4 separate regions of the Mus musculus genome follow, and regions 1, 3 and 4 are each linked to region 2. Evidence: chromatin contacts called from public HiCAR-type data. All regions are on one chromosome and are shown on one strand. Each heading gives the region's core, a stretch centred on a gene start, on an enhancer-like site or on the middle of the called end of the contact. The rest is flanking DNA. Distances are from core to core; before and after follow the strand shown. Region 1 has its middle 26 kb from the start of Gm35201. Region 2 has its middle 200 kb from the start of Gm35023. Region 3 has its middle 44 kb from the start of Gm35201. Region 4 holds the start of Lyplal1 (lysophospholipase-like 1).

Evidence for each region. HiCAR-type assays count read pairs that join an accessible place to other places.
Region 1: a contact with region 2 is called in a HiCAR-type map of fibro-adipogenic progenitors, with 4 times the contacts expected there. The contact joins two enhancer-like sites. A contact is called at or near these places in 1 of 484 Hi-C or Micro-C datasets (uterus) and 1 of 115 datasets of contacts at active chromatin or transcription factors (fibro-adipogenic progenitors).
Region 3: a HiCAR-type map of fibro-adipogenic progenitors shows a contact between it and region 2, with 5 times the contacts expected there. The contact joins two enhancer-like sites. A contact is called at or near these places in 1 of 15 datasets of contacts at CTCF or cohesin (the NIH/3T3 cell line), 1 of 484 Hi-C or Micro-C datasets (uterus) and 1 of 115 datasets of contacts at active chromatin or transcription factors (fibro-adipogenic progenitors).
Region 4: a HiCAR-type map of fibro-adipogenic progenitors shows a contact between it and region 2, with 2.4 times the contacts expected there. The contact joins the promoter of Lyplal1 here to the enhancer-like site in region 2. A contact is called at or near these places in 5 of 39 promoter capture datasets (the 3T3-L1 cell line, embryonic stem cells, hippocampal neurons and 1 more) and 1 of 115 datasets of contacts at active chromatin or transcription factors (fibro-adipogenic progenitors).

The regions. Positions count from the first base shown.
Region 1 is chr1:186,161,291-186,166,063 of GRCm38.p6, forward strand. No RefSeq gene overlaps it. Among named protein-coding and RNA genes, the nearest start is that of Gm35201, 26 kb to the left of the region's middle. Within about 2 kb of position 2,136, at least 25 of the 459 cell types and tissues checked have an H3K27ac peak or open chromatin away from gene starts, as enhancers often do. A contact at or near this core is called in fibro-adipogenic progenitors, where this site is marked.
Region 2 is chr1:185,819,731-185,823,996 of GRCm38.p6, forward strand. No RefSeq gene overlaps it. Among named protein-coding and RNA genes, the nearest start is that of Gm35023, 200 kb to the left of the region's middle. Within about 2 kb of position 2,706, at least 5 of the 459 cell types and tissues checked have an H3K27ac peak or open chromatin away from gene starts, as enhancers often do. A contact at or near this core is called in fibro-adipogenic progenitors, where this site is marked.
Region 3 is chr1:186,179,831-186,184,384 of GRCm38.p6, forward strand. No RefSeq gene overlaps it. Among named protein-coding and RNA genes, the nearest start is that of Gm35201, 44 kb to the left of the region's middle. Within about 2 kb of position 2,966, at least 99 of the 459 cell types and tissues checked have an H3K27ac peak or open chromatin away from gene starts, as enhancers often do. A contact at or near this core is called in fibro-adipogenic progenitors, where this site is marked.
Region 4 is chr1:186,114,389-186,118,973 of GRCm38.p6, forward strand. Lyplal1 (lysophospholipase-like 1) reads right to left here and starts at 2,922. Exons shown (of 5, transcript NM_146106.2): 1 at 2,769-2,922. The coding sequence starts at 2,862.

The sequences.
Region 1 (4,773 bases), core at 886-3,385, 340 kb after region 2:
CTGTCAATCACCTGCATCCCTTAAAGCAACTGCTCTGTTCTCCAGCAGGTTCAGTGGACTCTCTTATCACTGGGAAGAGGAGTGTACCTGATAACAGCTTTTACTGGACTTATCATGGTAGCAGTTAGTAGGAGCTGGAGAAAACAGAAATTGTGTAATATCCAGAGTTGGGTATGACAGGAAAAAGTTTTTGAGAGGAAAGTGGGTTCCAGCTGGTTTGGATTGGGATCATATTCATTCAGTCTTGTGGAAGCTACAGGATAATTTAGTTACCTGAATGTATGTTTCTTTTATTAATTTTAAATAAAATATTATCCCAGTGTGACTTAGACGATAAATACTGAAAACATTTTATCATAATAGATATATTCTAACTTTAGTATCTTTTAAAATTCACAGCCAATAGTTTAAATATTCAGAACAAGCAAAAATTTAATTTTTACTCAATCGTTTTATCTTGACAATCAGAAGATTGATCCTGAAAATATTTTATTATAGACATATTGGCATTGCTACATTTTAAAATTCACAGGCAGTATTTTAAATATTCAGAAGAGGCAATAATTAAATTTTAACTATATTATCTTATCCCAACCAGGTGTGGAAAGGCTTTTTGGATCATAATAATAGTAATAAACTTATCTGAGGGTCTCAACGACAGTTTACAGATCTCTTCCATTTAATTTAACATTAAGTGCTTATTTTATGTGAAAGATATTGTCTGAGGCCTCTGACCCAACATAAAACAAAATGAAATAACTAAATCCTACCGTAGATGATGATTCTTTACGGAGAAGAGTCTGCAGTCCTAGAGAGGAGGTACACCTGCTGAGTGCTGAGGTCAAGGCCCTGCTAGAGCTTGGGACCTATGGTGGTTTGAACAGGAAATGTGCCCCGCCCCGGATCATGGTTGGAACACTTGCTCTGTAGTGGGTGGCCTGTTTGGGGGCAGCTGTAGAACCTTTAGAAAATGGGGGCTTGCTGGAAGAAGTAGGCCTCTGAAGTGTGGATCTTCTGTGTGACATCCCTCCTTACTGTTGAGCTGATCTTTCTCCCTGCTTCGTGATTGCAGAGACAATGTGAGAACCTTACTGTCACTACCACAGGGCCTTTGTGCCTCTGCTGTCATGAATGACTGTGTCCCTCCAATGACTAGCCAGAACAACCGTCTTCCCTCCCAGACAGCATTGTCAACGTGTCAGACAGCGACAACACAGCTAATGTTGCAAGCAATGCACTTTTCACCTTTGGCCAAACACCGTATTGCAAATGCTGCATCTTGGCTTCTACCTCCAGAGGTTCTATTGTATGGCTCTGAGAAGTGTGGTTTCTGTACCATGGTCTTAAAGATACTCATTGCTCATTCCAATGTACGCCCAGGTCAAAGTCAAGGTTCATAGTTCCTAGACATGGTAACTAAGAGAAATCAGGGGGTAGATAAAGTAGGTATCACACCTTTCTAATCATTCATTCATGCATCCATCCATGCATCCACCCATGCATCCATCCATGCATCCACCCATACATCCATCCATGCATCCATGCATCTGTCCAACACATATTCTATTCACTTTACTGTTTAGTGGAGTAATGGAGCTAAGTCAAATAAAGGATAAAACTATAATGGAGCTTTCTCTCCTACGTCTTTTCATCACACAAATAATGCCACTGCTTTGATCTCATTTGATTTTCTCAATAGCACTGTATGGGATGACTGAAAACTAGAGGGGCCATTTTTTTTTCCAGGAAGCTGATCATTAGGTTGCTCTGAGTGTGAGGGAGTTCTGCTACCAAGACTTCACTCTGCAGATTCGGCTCTTTTCCAGTAGCTGTTCTTATTCTTGGGAGAAGTCAAGAAATGCAAAATTCCTTGGATTTGAGCCGAGAGAGAGAGAAAGAAAGAAAGAGAGAGAGAGAGAGAGAGAGAGAGAGAGAGAGAGAGAGAGAGAGAGAGAGATCTGGAAAAAGAATGATGTAAGGCTGTATACTCGGGTGGAGGTCAAAGGAAAATCTGGGGAGTCAGTGGCCAAAAAGCAAGCAAAAGGAGTTGACGGGCCTTGCTACCATGACTCCGCAATAACAGTGAGCACTTGGGAAAATCAGCAGGTCATGCTGAAAACAACACGTTCTGAGAAACGATGACAGCTCCACTGATTTGCAACTTGGATGGAGATTGCGAAAATGAACAAAGGAGGCTGCTGCAAGGGAATGATGCGCAGGGGGAAGCTTCTTAAGATGCACACGCAGGCCTGGCGCATCGCACCGAAGGGCGAGCTCTGCTTTAAGAGTAAACAAAGGAACCTGAGACCCAGCTGTCAGTTGTGTGCTCTTTGCACAGATCATTTAAACTTTGCGTTTATGAGTGGAAGGATATTGCTGCTCAATAGGGTGTAGATTAGCTTAGTTTTGTAAAGCTTGTTTGTGTCATAAAATAATCAGGCTCCTTAAAAAAAAAAAAAAGTCAGGGCTGCAGAGTCATGCTCCATCATTCATCCAGGCAGAACCCAACTTAAAATCAGAAACATATGTGGAGGGAGGAGCCATGACTGCACTTTTAGTTGTTCCCCCCCCTCGTGAGTTCCTATGGAAAGGAATGCAATGATAAAATTGATGCAAACATACACCCCAGGAATATATAATAATTTGTAGGATATAATTATTTTCTCTAAGTCTTTTATGTAACTACTATAACAAGGTGATAATGGAAGCTAGGAACTCTCTTCTTATCTGAGGAAGTTATTTAATGTGGGTTAAAGCCATGGCCGTGCTTCTCTAGCTCCTCCTGTATCATCCCTGTCCTCAAACCCAAGAAGGAGGTGAGCCATTACAACGTGGATCATGTCTGGAAGAAGCTTGCTTCCCATTTTATTTTCCTGAATTTAATATTTAATTTAATAACTTATATGTCTGTCTGTCTGTCTGCCTGTGCACTTCCTTCCACATGTGTATACTAAATGCCATGGTGCCCTCAGAGGGCAGAAGGGGGTGTTGGAAACCCTGTAGCTAGAGTTACAGGCATTTGTGAGTCATTGTGTGGGTGGGTGCTGAGACCAAACTCAAGTCCTCTACAGCAACTGCTGCACCATCTCTACAGCCCCACGTAAACTTTCTTAATGGATGCTTATCTGGAAAAGCTTTCAAATTCTACTTGTCCTGTGTCTATTTTCTTTGTGTCTATTTTCTTTGTGAAAGGTAGCAGAAGATTGTTACCTACTTGGGGTAAGAAATTCTTGTTCATATATTTTATTTGCAAATAGTTTCTCCTAGTGTATGACTTATGTTTTTACACACGAATACCCCTTGAGAAGTATAAATTCTAATTTTTGGTAAGTGTGTATATTATTTGTATTTTATAAATTAAGCTTTGGATACCAAAGTTGAGAAATGGCCTGTGGCTTTGTCCTCATGGGAGCGGGGCTGTTGAGGATTGGTGAGTTTGGGTTGCAAGGGATCGATGAAGAGTAGTTTGATTCACAGTGCAACACAGAGGTAGAGCAGCAAGAAAAGAACAACACTCTACACCATATAGATTCTCAGGAGAAGTGAAGATTCCATGTATACAACAGTATCACCTATGGCTGTCCATTAGAAGCTTCTAGGGTATTTTAGCCAACTACCAGTGCTTGGAATCTATCCTGAGATAAATTAAGCTTAATGTTTTAGAATGCATCACAGAGAGTAGAATTACTGACTTCTTTGGATAGTTCATGTACAGGACAAGAATTGAGTAGCCTCAAGTGGGAGCAAGGAAACAAGGGGAATGTTGTGTCCTTATGTCAGAAATTTTCAGCCCAGTTTCCAGTTTATTTGTGTGTGCATTTGAGCATCACAGCTCAACATGCATCTAGTGAGAACTTCTCTAAACTCATGGCTTCTTTGGGGTGGGGAATGGATAGAGGAACACCCTGTTCTTGGAGTATGCTGTGCAAGAATGTGATGTCTACCCACAGAAGGGCTCTCCTGGTTGAGTCAGAGCTGAGAAGGCTGGAGAAAGCATGGCTGTCACATTTCTTTCAGATTTTGAGAGGATATGAAGCTCACAGGACACAATTAACAGGAAAACACATCCAATAGCAGACTGCCTAAAGAAGTGTCAGCAAGAAACAACTTTTAAAAATTGGCTTAAGAAAGCTCCATGACAGACAGCTGTAGCCAGACCACTAACAGGGAAAACTGACAATACAAAGACATGGGGATTGTACAGGAAGAACTGAACAAATTCAGAAGCTAAACAGGATACTCTCTGAACTGAGATCAGCAGAAAACTCTGAACACTGACTTTGTCATGCTGTGTTACATAGCTATTGCACCGCTGTGACCGAATCCCAGAATGAAACAGTGTAAGCCAGAAAAGGACTTGATGGGATTCATGCAGGTGGGAACATGGGGAAGATGGATCAGCTCTGTATGGCGAGGGGACCAGGAAGCAGAGATGGATGCTCAGGACCAGTTAGCCTCTCTCTGTCTCTGTCTCTGTCTCTGTCTCTGTCTCTGTCTCTGTCTCTGTCTCTCTCTCTGTCTCTCTCTGTCTCTCTCTCTCTCTGTGGGGGGTGTTTTTTGCTGTATATGTACTTGTATGTGGAGGTCAGCTTGCCTGCGAATGTATTTACAGAGGCCCGTAGTTGACCTTGGGTGTCTTCCTCTATTGCCCTCCCCCTTATTTATTTATTTTTTTTCAGGCAAGGTTGCTAACTGAGTCAAGAGCAGCTCCTGTCGTTTGTGCACATGGTACTCCATGTCATTTGGCGAGCATGGCTGGCCATTGAGCCCTCA
Region 2 (4,266 bases), core at 1,456-3,955:
AGCAAGCTCTGTCTTTGACTATGTGGAGGTATTGCCAGTAAGAACTCCATGAGAAATAATGGTTCTCAAAGGGAGCCCAATTGTCTTTCCTATGGCTCTGAGCCTTTTTTTTAAAAAGTAAATCTATATCTATCCTTGTATTCTTATTTGCAGGGAATACTGAGACCAGAGTTCCTGTCTGCTCTGGTTCTCTGGGATAAAGTTATTCTGTGGTCAGAGACACCTAAGCCTATGAGGCACACGCCATCCAGAGCTGAACACAGGCTGTTTACAGGCTCTTCCAGGAAAAATATTGACAAGGCAGTAAAAATACTTTCCTTGATGGCTCAGCCTTGTGTTTGAAAGCTGAAATTACAGGGACTTTTCTCTTTTACTTGTTTATTTTTAGCTTCTGGTTTTTTGTTTTTTTTTTCCTATCTTTTGACTTTTTTTTTTTTTTTTTTTTTTTTTTTTTTTTTTTTTTTTGTGAGGGGTTGGGGGGAAGTCGTCGCCTTTTAAAATTCGGTCTGTTTATGCCCACTGTGAAAATCTAGGAACAGAAGACTTTTACAGCATTCACGCAGCTTCCCCTCCCTGGAGTTCTTAAGCTGTTTGTGGGTAGGGGGTAAAGTCTCTCAGCTTCTGGAGATAAGCAGAAGAAAGAGAGCTTCTCACAGGACCAGAAGAAACTTTAAAGAGTAAAAAAAAAACAAACAAACAAAAAAAAAAACCACTAAGTATTAGTTCTCATAAAGTCCACAATTTCCTTTCCTGAAGATTAGGAATAGTCACAGATCTGAGGGGAGGAGTTGAGTCTAGCTTTATGGATGCATGCATGCATGTGTGTGTATGACTGCATGCATGCATGCATGTATGTATGACTGCATGCATGCATGTACAGATGAATACATACATGTGTGTATGCCTTTGTGTATCTATGTAGGCATTTATGTATTTACTTGTTTTGAGACAGGGTCTCACTATGTAGCCCAGCTTGGTCTTGAACTCCAGAGTCTCCTGTTTCAGCCTCCTGAAGTCTAGGATTATAGGCCCGGGGCACAATTCCCTGGTTGAGTCTGACTTTAGTGATATTATGCAACACGACCTCATTTAACTCCCTTATGGTATCCCAGAAGCAAGAGCTACAACCCAATTCTGCGCCCCTGACCACCTGCTGTGAGCTCCACACTCTGTTCCTTAGCCTATCTCCTTTATTTGTTACCTAACTGAAACAGAAGTATTTGTTTTTTTTTTTTTATTGTTTGCCATTTTCATTAAAATTAAGGATACTGATGTTCTAGATGCAGACAATGTATTTCAATTTTAGTTTTGCTTTTGATTATAATCATAGTTGGGTGATATTTTCCATTGGTCTTGTCATCCGTTCACAAGCATGGTGCTTATGTAACTTGACTTGCTTATTGATTCACAGGGCTGATTAATTCCCTTTTATCCTAAAAGAGCATACGGACTTGCCGCCCTTTAAGGAAACTGCTCTCTGAATCTGTGTCAGTACTGCGGTATCCGTTGAGTGTCTCTCGTCATCGGGAATGGAGAATGTACTGTTATTGCTGGGCACTGGCTGAGTCCCTTCAAGGATTAGGTACTGATTTCCTTGAAACATTCACTCCAGAGGATCCAGAGGATCGCATGGAGCCTCTGCTGCTTCAGCCTTGGAGTTTGTCCCTTACACAGCATGGTCTTTGCCTATTTCATAGTCTGTCATGAAGACATATACATGTCTGGCTGGGCAGTCATCCAGAATACACAGAGGAAATTGACAAAGATGCATGAAACTATTGCGTTACCTAGAGAGAGCTCCCAGGTGTCACTCCTGGAGCATAGACAACTGGTACTCATTAAAGACATGACTGGGTGATTAGGTGAGTGGGTACCTGAAGTCTTCATTTCCAGCCCACAGAAAGGTTAAACTATCCTTTCTTAACAGTTCACATGATGTTGGGCCTCCTCTTCTCACTGGTCACAAGATGTATATTTAGAATACCACCACATTGCTAAGGGAGTGATTTGGTTGTTACAACAATGAGATAAACCTGCAAGATTCACCCTGAGGAGGGGGAAGGCAGGTGGAGGGGAGGCAGGTTTCATTCCACTACCATTGCTGGCACCTCTGTCCAGCTGCTGTTGTCTAAAGTGAACATAGCATTTAACATAGCTCATATACATATACCTGTATCCAATGCATATAGCGAAGTCTGAGGGCAGAGCTATGTGCCACATGTTCAGATGGCTACAGAGCCCCCACTTCTTTCTGTCATATTTGAGGAGGACACTCTTATTTATCACTGGTTTTACAACCAAGGAGCAAAGAGTCAGTACAGTCAATTCTGCCACAGTCACTAAAAATTGAAACCTAATTGTCAGAGCTCACCTAAGGACATTTCCAGCACTGACAATGGCCCAGAGTTGTTTATGTGGCCTGGGAGGTACCTAACCCAGATGAGTCACTCGCATTTAGCTTCTAAGATTTGGCCAATTTCTCTATTTTAGAATCCACAAATATTACAGTTTCCACGAGAAACCTCAGAGGTCCCATCCCTGGCTCAGGAGAGGTTTAGCACACTCCACCCAAGAGTCTTCCAGTACTAGGCTTCATTCATTTTCCAAAACTCGAGCATGTTCTGTTTATTAGCCCACTGCACATCATTAAAAGAAACCCACACAGCAACAGTTAGCTGATTCCTAGCCATGCAGGGCTGCAGCGACCTTGACCTCATCTGCCTCCCATGCTCTTGGATTTGATCAATTCCCAGAACCCGACGTTCTGTAGAGAGGCCTCTGACTCAAACAAACGAGGGCGTTTCGATGGCCTGTTTCCACAAGGAATTAAGTGCTCTCTTTGGATGTGTCTCTTGACATCCATTCACTAAGCCTTACAAAAAGAAAGTTTCCAGGAGCAAGTAGGGTTTACGAAATAGTCAAATGCATTTGATGTGCAAATAAAGGCTGTGCATGTAAAACTGGAGGGAGCCGGAGCAGAGGCTGGACATTGGGACATTTTCTTCCATCCTTTGCTCCACAGTATTTGAGCATTGTGACTTTGGGGGTTGATTCTGCTCTGAGAACCAAAAGCAATGCCTTTTGATGGAAGGTAACAGAGCTGCTGCCAGTCTCTAACACCCCTCTGTGATTCCCTTCATCCTTGAGGGATTGGATCGAGATCTGGGCTGGAGAAAGGGAAAGGTACACCTGTTGCGAAGGAACCAGAATCTTGGAAGAGATCTGGCAGAAATAGCCAGTGGTGACTCAGGAAGGCTAGCACTCAGCAAGGGCACTACAGAACTGAATTAAAGGGCCCACAAACTTCGGTTTCCACATGTGTTCTTAAGGGCTTCCTCCCTCTTTCTAGTCCTAAATATGTTTAGAGCCAAATCAATTTGAGCTCTGGCTTTGGGTTTGTGACAACAGGGTAGTCTCCTTGAAGCATCATCGGACTTGGGAAGCATGCAAGTAGAAGGGATGTTCCTGTGTGCCTGTGACACAGCAGCGAACACTTATTTCTGTGGCGTGTGATGGACTGAAGACTATCACACAATAATTAACAGGATAAGAAGGAGCTCTCCTCACCTTTCATAACAAACTTGCCTTAATGGATAGCTATTAGTCTCTATTCGTTTATTCTAAGGCCTCGTTTTCCATAAAAAGCAAAAGGACTATGACCCCCATAAAGGAAGAGGTGCCAAAGGAGAAAGTACTTTGTCCTAAAAGTGTAGTGATGTCGATGGGAACTCTTCTTCATGTGATTTGATGAAATTCCTGGAATTTCACCTTGGCAAGTCAGCCCATCAACAAACATGCTGAGTTAAGGGTAATTTTCTTCAGTGTCCCTCACACTAGGAAGTTAGCACATAGTAGATCCTTAAGAATTATCTTCCTAGATGCTACATTGTGAAGTCTGCAGTGTTTTTATTTAGTTGATGACCTGGAATTTAATTGTTCACAGTAGGCTTGAGGACAAAAAGGTCCAGCAAATGGTAGGTTGTTGACAAAGATGTCTTCCAACAATTTTTCCCATGCCTTACACAAATGGTATATTGCCATCAAGATGAAGACTAGTTCCCTACCTATGGACTCATAGGTAACATTTTACAAATTGTTTTGACTAACGCAATGCAGTGGGAACAGTTTTCTGAAATTTCTGAAACCAGCTTGAAAAAGACTTACAAATTCTGTTTTCATTCAAAGTGTATATATCTAGAGATCACGGAAAAAAGTTTGTGTTAGACTTGTTGGCATGTTGGCACGTGGAGTAAGGGAGGCTCAAGC
Region 3 (4,554 bases), core at 1,716-4,215, 360 kb after region 2:
TTGCATTTTCTTGATGATTAATGATATTGCATGCGTTTTCATGTATTTGGTAGCCATTTGTGTTTCTTCTCTGAAGGAAAGTCTATAAAACCTTTTGCTACTTTTGAATTGGGCTAGTGTCTTTTTATGAATATATCATGATATTTCTTTATATGTTTTGGTATTAATAAGAGTTTATTAGATATTTGATCTGCTTTGAGTGGTACTAATGTTTTATGCTTGTACTTGCTAGATTCATTTTTGTTTGTTGGTAGTGCTATGGAGTGCACCAGGATCTCAAGTACTCCCTGGTAGCAATCACTTATTGTTATAACTATGTTTTGATTGTGGGTTTTATTTTGTGTGGTACAATATTTTTGCATATAACACATTGGCCTTGAACTTCCAATCCTCTTTCCTCAGCCTCCTGAGTACTGAGATAATGGGTATGCCTCGCCAAACCTGGCAGCTACTATCTTTGAATGAGTGTTCAGGTTGGAAGATCCTTTGGCCTGGTAGAGCATAGCCCTGGCAATCCATCTGGACCAGCTGGTTCTGGATTGGTTCACTCTTAGCCTGAAACAGGTATCATTCCTATTTCTCTTGTTGGCATTGGCCTGAACTGGTCATAACTATCACAGGCGATGGGAGCAACCAAAATTGAACATAAAGGGAGACCCTCATGGATTCATAGGGTTCTTGAAGAAATTAGGCAGATCATGAAAGTGTAAGGGAGGAGAGGCTAGGAGAGGTGAGCAGGGAGAAGAGGTGAACAATGTTTTATTCATAACTATACTGGCTTTGCCCTCAATCTGGCTTTGACCTGTCTTTGAACATACGTTGGATGTGTTATTTGCCATTTCATTCAAATGTTCACTTCTGTTCCACAGTCAAGCACGTGGGTGATCTTTTCATCCAAGGAAATGTAAGCTCAGAGGTTACATAACTCACCAACTGAAGCCTTATTCCTATAAGGACAGAGAGGTAATGAACCTTCCGTTTATATTTTCTCATTATAGATTAATAAAGGAGGATGCAGATATTCAAAGAGGCAAAGCTATCATAACCACAGTCAGACCTGCTGAGCGTAGGCTTTGATCTGTTAATGCCAATCTGTTTGAAGCATCAAAATAGAAAGGGGCAGGGAAGGAAGGGCAAGATTAGGAATCTAAGCCTTTGAAGTGTCTGCCCTGTGAAAGCCATCTGTAAAACTGTAGGCTGCGTCCCTGTCCCATCAAATCAGACATAATCTTAGTTTACTTAAAGAGACCCTGAAGCTGGTAGCTCACTTTACAGATGGCACGCTGTGCTGTGGAAGAGAAGTCTCCCCACAGGTAGGAACCTAGAACCAGTGGAAATTGTTAAAATGCTACTTTAAAGTAAACTCTACTATTGAGACATTTGAAAAAGACACTAAGCCAGTGTTGAATCAGGCTCGGCCCCACTCCAGTCACCCCATGTTGTGCAAAACAGTGGTCCGTGCCCTGCCTTGAGAGAGACTGTTTCACCTGCAGCTTTTGAATCCAGACTGAAGATGAAGGATGATTGCGCACTTCAGTGTACATACAAATGGCTCGCTCTGTCAGCCAATGAGGCACAGGCTGATGAATGATTGGTTCCTGGAAGGAGAAAACATGCTACCATATGTAATTAAGGTACATTGAGATGATCTAAGCACATGAGCTTATTTCAATCATATCAGGAAAGCACCCAGCCTTAGGAAAGAGGAAACTTCCTCACCTGGAACATATAATACTGCCATGTACAGTGGTGACTCTGCTGATCTGTCACCTGATACCTTGTGTGTGCTTTAAAGGGACAACAGGCAGGGAACATTCCAGCATCCCAGGGTCTTCAGCTTGATTTGCCTTCACTGGTGACACAGTCTGTTTTAACTGTTCTCTCTGTTTGCTATTTGTACAGTGTAGAATTCTGCAGTGGTAGCCATGTGTAACCTAACATAAGTTTTATGTCTATATAGTATTGATATATTTACTGTGTAGTGTGTGTGTGTGGTATAATTGCTGTTGTAATGTGTGATCTGAGCTTAGAATAAAAGAACCTATTTCTTCAGCCAGCTACCTGGAGACTTTGGGACTCCTTGACAAATGTTGCCAATAAAACCAACCTAGCTGATTGTTATTTAATAAAGCCCAGCACTGTGAAAAGATACAAATGTGGCTGTGTTTACAAGTCAGCGAGCTCACAGCAGTTCGCCCAGATCTCTCCTTTTCAGAGATGGTGATAAAGCTATATTGACTTCGTAAAACAGATAAAGAAATTGGAGTGAGAAATACAAGATATTGAGTCAGCACAGCCAGGGATCAAGATGTTCCCTGGAGTCTTTTTGTGTGATCACGTCCCATAGCCAAGTTCACTTATCCAAGAGGAACAAGTGATTAGCCAGTTCTTTTTTTCTTTCTTTCTTTCTTTTTTTTTTTTTTTTTAAATGAACTTTGGCACTCAGCAAAATGAATGTGGAAGACATATGGCTGGGTCCTGTGGCCAAAGTCAGAATTGAAAATTTTTCCCTTTCAGGTCGTTGGCAATCTAGCTTGAGAGCCCCTGGCCAGCTAGAGGTTTGTCCTCTCTCTGTCCTGTGTTCTGCTTAGCATTTCTTTGGCTCTTTCTGAATCAGTGAATGATATCTGCCTTTACAGTAGAGAGAAATTTGTCATTTTGAGATTGGTAATATGTCAGCGACTCCATGCCCTACCTACAGCACACGCTAGCTGCAGGGACTGTGGGAGCAGGCACCGTGCCTATCTCCATGTCTACAGGAGTAGACAACAACGTCCTCCCTAACTCCTGACCCCTGCAAAGGGCTTCCCCGAGATGAGAGCTGCGCTACACAGTTATTTATGAGACGTTAACCTTCGATCATTTCCAAGGCACAACAAAGCCTTCTTCTCTGGGTTACTTATTTATTTATGCCAGCATTACAGTACTTCATTATTGCCACAGGGGGAACCGTCGGCTTAATTTTGCTTCGGAGACAGTGCTGCTGAAGTCATTCGGCTAATGATTTATGCCCCGCGTGACTGGGCAGTCGTCTGTGCTTGCTGATTATATCTTGTTTACTGTTTATAACCAGCAGTCATTATGCCACCGAAGGCCCCTGCCAGCTCACCGCGTTTATTTATCCCTGTGGATCTTTAGATACGCTGGTTAGTATAGAAAACTTTTGAATGGTTTAGTATTTTTTAAAAGCCCCAGAAGCTGTGAATTAAACCACTGTGCTCTCTGCCTCACGGGAGAAAGAGTTTGTTGAGAGTGAGCGGTGAACAGCACGCCCCCATCCCCCAGCTCTCCTGCTTGCTTCTGGTTTGATCAGAAAGAAAGCCTGAGTGCTTTTCAGGAATATGGGGCTGTGACTCCGTCATCAGTTTTGGGTTCTGAGATCACAGGTTTTTCCCCTTGGCTGCCGCAGATTTTACCATATTAAGGAAACAGTTTGCTTAGAGAAATGCTGCACGTGTATACAGGTATACAGGCTAGGTTTGGTGGCTGGCAGGACTCACCCATTTAGCCCTGGGGCCAGCCTCTGTGAACAAAACCTTTACAACCAGCCTGCAAGATTTTTTTTTCTTTGTTCTGAGATGCACAGGGCAGATGAACCACATGGACAGGCAGAGAAAGGGACGGTTTGTATAACGTGGCAACATGTTTCCGCACTGGGAGGTGGCGAGGCATCCTTCACTCTGATTTGTGAGACAAATTCCCTCCTCGATGGGCGCTGGAATTCACCAATGAGTCTAAATGGTCTATAAGCCCCAGGCACCTGCCTAGATCTGCTCCTCAGGGCAGAGAATGACACCACACCTGACTTTTCTACTAAGGGGTTGGGGATCTGAACTCTGGTCCTCACGTTTGCCTGGCAAGCTCTTTACCCACTGAGCTATTCTGCTTGCCCTTTGCAACGATCATGTACAAATGCCTGTCTTGACACTGTTCCCACTCAGAGAGAAGGAAGGAAAACCTTACTGTTCTTGTGAGCAGCCGCAGACCAATCTGGATGACTGGTTCTGAACTTAGCTTTCTCCATCGAAGCTGTTGGCTGCCGAACCCTCCCCGCTCCTCCCCCCACTTTCCTTTGCTTTTACTTTTACATAGTTCTCTCTCTCTCTCTCTCTCTCTCTCTCTCTCTCTCTCTCTCTCTCTCTCTCTCTGCCCCTGGAATAGCTTCATATCTCTGCTCCTTAGTCAGCCAGTTCAGCCTGGTCACAGAGCTGCTTTCTCTGTAGACTGGTGATCCAGTTGAACAATGAGTGCTTGCCCAGGGAACTCAGGCACCTCACATTGAACAAAACACAGGGCACAAGGCAAGAGTTGTTTCTGACAACAGGTTTAGATATGAGAATAAAATCCCTCAACTGCTATAATGCATGTGGACAATTCAACCAAAAAAAAAAAAAAATCAGGAATTGAGTACATCAGTTTGTACGTAGAGAGCCAGGGCCAGTCTCTAAGGATGGGAACAAAACTGTTCCCATGTTTCAGTGTTATAATTTGAACATCTGTATATAACTTTAGTCCCAGAGAGTCCCCTGACACTGTCTTCTATATCAAAAACGG
Region 4 (4,585 bases), core at 1,672-4,171, 290 kb after region 2:
GTCAGAGAAACATGCTCACAACACAGTGCATCTGAAGGTGCTCTTCACATCTCAGCTCACTTGAGGGCTGGGACAGAAAACCTGAAAACTCCCCACATGCTAAAAAGAGCTGTTCGGATAGCAGAATTAGTTGGCTGAGCACACTATCTTTATTATTACATTATCTGGAGGCAGTGTTTATCAGTTAGAAAACGATCCTCGTGGTGCATTTCAGGTCTCTTTGTTTGTAGTAGGTAGGATAATTTCTTCTAGAAGAGAATTCTGTTAAGCTGTTGTTTGACACTATTCGTTTCTCATTTTACCCTTTAAAAAAAATCCCAGTGTGATTTACACCATTGTAGCTGGTGTGACCTAATACAATTTTCTTGGTGACAACAAGTCTTCAAGGAGTGGATAAGGCAGTCACTGTACTTCAAATATAAATGTGAAGAAATCAGATTTTAATGGTGTTGATAATATTTATATAACCTAACATCATGCCCCCCCCCAAAAAGTGTAATAGTGTAAGAGTTAATGTATGTTTACCTGCATGGAGACAGGAAAAGAACCCAAGTGCCTTACATGTCACTGAGAGGAGGGTGGATAAAGAGAGGTGGAGAAGGCAGTGTCTACTGGACAAGGCTCCCACTTCCTGGGGTTTCTTGTAACTTCAGCAAGATCTGACTGAGCACCTTCATAAAGACATTATAAAGGGAGAAAGACAGCAACCATACACAGAACAGCCTTTATCAGCCTTAAAGGTCAGTGCGGGTCACAGACTTAGGAATCACAGGTATGATGGATGTCCGTGAAGGAAATAATGGAGTTTAGGGACCCGTGTGGGAGGCTGAAGCCAGCCACAGAGAAGACCATTTACATCATTCACTGTAAGAGTCGCCGTTTCCCCTCAAAGTTTGGAAGTAGAAAAAGGTTCAAATACACCTGGTGGCATATTCACCCAGGGAGGCCAGGAACTTATGTAGGAGCAGAGGCAGGAAACACAGAGCACAGCTGATACTGGTTTGTCCCCATGGCTCATGCTCAACCAGGTTTATACAACCCAGACCCACATGCACAGGAGAAGCAATGGCCACAGCAGGCAGGAGCCTCCTAATCAACCAACAACTGAGACCATTCACCATAGACACTGCCACAGGCCAACCTGAACTGGGCAATTTCTCAGCTGAGACTCACTTTTCTCAGGTGACTCCAAGTTCCAATTAATTAATAATAACAATTAGCAGAACAGGCCAACTCCTAAAAGATCTTTTTATACATCAATGGAGATCCAATTATATAAGAATAATATACCTGAACATCTGGAAGAATTATTTAGATGAATTTTTTTCCAATGTACAAAGGCAAGTTTTACACACGCATGCGCGTGCGCGCGCACACACACACACAGACAATACACACAAATGAATAAAATACATACAGAATAGGTGACTCTGTTTTCAGACATACATTATAGGTTATAAAAATGTCAGTAATTTGAAATAGAAAAATAGGAAGCACTAAGCAAGGTGGTCCAGATGGGGGGAAAAGAACAAACTCTAGTTCTTTCTAAAGACACTGAATTAATTACGAGAAGGAATTACTATGTGGGAATTTTGGATGCTCATCACTGAATTCTCTTGGGTGCTGGATTATTAGGCAGCTAGCTATAAAGGTGTAAGTCTCGTGCCAGGCCTTTCCCTTTACACAACTTTTATTACTCTATTTCTAGAATGATACACCATAGTTGAGGGTTTCCCTCCCCCTCCCCCCAGAATATTAATTCCAAGTCAGACATTTGGATTCAAACCCAGCCTCACTACTCCTTAAGCAACAGCAAGAAAGCGTTTCTAGTCCCGTTTTGTTTTTTTTTTGTTTTGTTTTTTTTTTTCAAAATGGAGGGAACACTCCAATCCCGTCGTGTTCTAGTCCCCTAAGCCTACACAGGCCTCAGCATAACGCAGTGCTCCTGAAAAGCTCTGACAAGCCCTTCATTCACAATGTCCAACCCCATTTTTTTTTCTTTCCTTACTATTCTCTTGGCAGTAGCCCATGCACCATCTTGTGATCTCCTATCCACTGCTGACTCAAATTAATTGAATTGTTTTTGTTTTTAAATTTAGGTAGGCCCCTTGAGGACACCGCCTGGATCTCATTTCTTAAATTAAAAAAAAAAAAAAAATTTTTTTTTTTTCCTTTCCTGAGAACTTACCCCGGGCCAACCAAGCACAGTGAGCAAGGATTAAGTCGGTGATTCTTGTGTTTTCCTCTAAGGGTGCTCCCTAAATGAAGCGGACTTTATACTTACCTCGAAGGTTTTACAAGAGGGCATAGGGGAAACCAGGGTGGTGGACCATCAAAAAAGACAGGTGGGAGGCGCAGGGGAAACCCGCTGGTGGTGCTAAGCATACACTTACACAGTGTAAATATGATCCAAAAACGTCTCTATGACACCGGCAAGGCAGACAACAGCTTAGGACCTGCAATAGGGGTGTGTGGTGGGGTATGTATGTCAGATCACTGCTGGTCGACCCTGAAACAGTGGTTAATCCACGTGCCTGGAGACTTACACCGATATGGTGCTATGACTGAACTTGGGGTTAGGTAAGGACTGCCGTTCGACCATGCTGTGGGTGCACGGGTCAAGCACACCAGCGAAGGAAGGAAGAGGATGAAGATGAGTGCTATACAGAAAGAGGAGCCCTCGGGCGACCCTGGGCGCTGGGGGACCGAGAAGAGGGTGCTTCCCCTACTGTAGCGAGCGGGTCGGAGACCACGAGACTGTAATGCACCTGAGCCGTGCAGGAAGATCAGCGAGGCACTGTGTCTCCCGGTCGGGGACACCACACAACGCGGCAGGTGAACAGCGCTGGGCACAGCAGCCATGGCGGAGGAGAGATGGCAAGGCGCGCGGCCACGTCCCTAGCGTCACGGGGCCGCGCGCGCAGGCAAGCAGCACCAGCATGGGTGTGCGCATGCGCCGTGCCTGGCGCCCCGCCCCTAAATCTGACGAAGGAGTGCTCAGCTCTGGATTCTGCTGAGGAATGCTTTCCTTAGGTCAGGTTCCTCCATTGTAATGACTGAGAATAAACTTTAGTCCCGAGAATTTGCTGCAGGTTTTAAACTGCAGTTCTAAAGCTCAGGATCACCCAGTTTGGGAAATATTACTGTCTTTAAATTTTTACAGATATAACCATATTTTATATAACCATCCGCTTTGGGGCTTGCACCAGATGTTCGTAGCTTTTTGCACACAGGGTGACCCAGCCATATAATAATTTCTTTTGTATGTGTGTGTGTCTTTGTCTTTTTTCTAATAGTTAACAGATAGATCTAATTTAATGAGCTAGGACTTCACATTCTTTGGCATGGCTGTTAGCAAAACTGTGGGCAATGATTAGTGGAAATGATTACAAGCTGGAGATGGTTGTGCGTGGCTGATGGCAGCAGGAAGTAACATGAAAATAAGTGTGGGATTAAATGACCCACAACTTCAATTTCTGGATACATCCCCTTCCTAAAAAGAACAAATCAGGCACTTAGATAGAGGCTCCTACATCACTATCTGCGGTGGTATTTACAGACCGCAAAGGATAAAACAACCCCCATGCCATCTCCACGCGGATGGACAGGATACATGGTATGCGTGTACCAGTAAGTACCGTCACTGCTAACAAAGACAGAATTCCCATCCCAGTACAAAATAGACTAGCTTGTGTTGTAATCATAAAAAGATAAAGAGCTATAACAATATGTTCTGGCAGGGTGTGGGGGAAGGATATGTCTCAGCGGGCCCATGCCAAGGCAGTCCTTTCCCCTGTATAGAACAGAGCTTATTCAGGGCATGGGGAGAGGAGTTAAGAGTGTAGAAGAGGCAGAGAGAGGCAGGGAGTAGAGAAGCAGAGGCCCGCCATGAGCACGTGTAGAGAGGGGTGAGGGGAATGGGGCAAGAGGCAAGGGAGAGAGAAGCAGAAGTAAGAGAACACGAGAGGCAGGAGAGGGAGAAGGGGCCAAGCAGCCCCTTTTGTAGTGAGTCGGCCTACCTGGCTATTGCCAGGTAACTGTGGGGATGGAATCCATACAGAATACCAATAGCTTTGAAAACACTGTGTTGGTTAAAAGAGACAGATAGAAAAGGAGAAACTAACTGACTCCATCCAGACAGGCAGTAAAAGAAGGCTTTCCTTACAAGGGCCAACTCACTATAAAAGCCACAACAGGAAGGTAATAGGGACTGGAGTCCTACCTGCAGGCTAGGCTTGGCTTCTTACCTGGAACTTGACCCTTCCTAGAGTCACAATCACTGTTAGACAGGGCCAGACTGTTCTGAATCTAAGCACTGCTCCTTCATCTTTCCATGACTTGAAAGCTATGGTTGCTTTCATCTACAGTTACAGAACAAACATCTCTGTCCCTGGAGTTAGAGATGCCATCTGGTAGGCACACTGTTGGGGCTGTGCTTCTTTCCGGTCCTATCATACTTTGAAATGTAATTAGGTTGCAGGCTGTCTGGCAGCCCCTTTTAAGACCGATCTTTTGCTCTGTTACATTGGCAGTGGGAATATCCAAGGAGGATTTTCACTGTTACATTCTTTCCCTCTTCCTACAA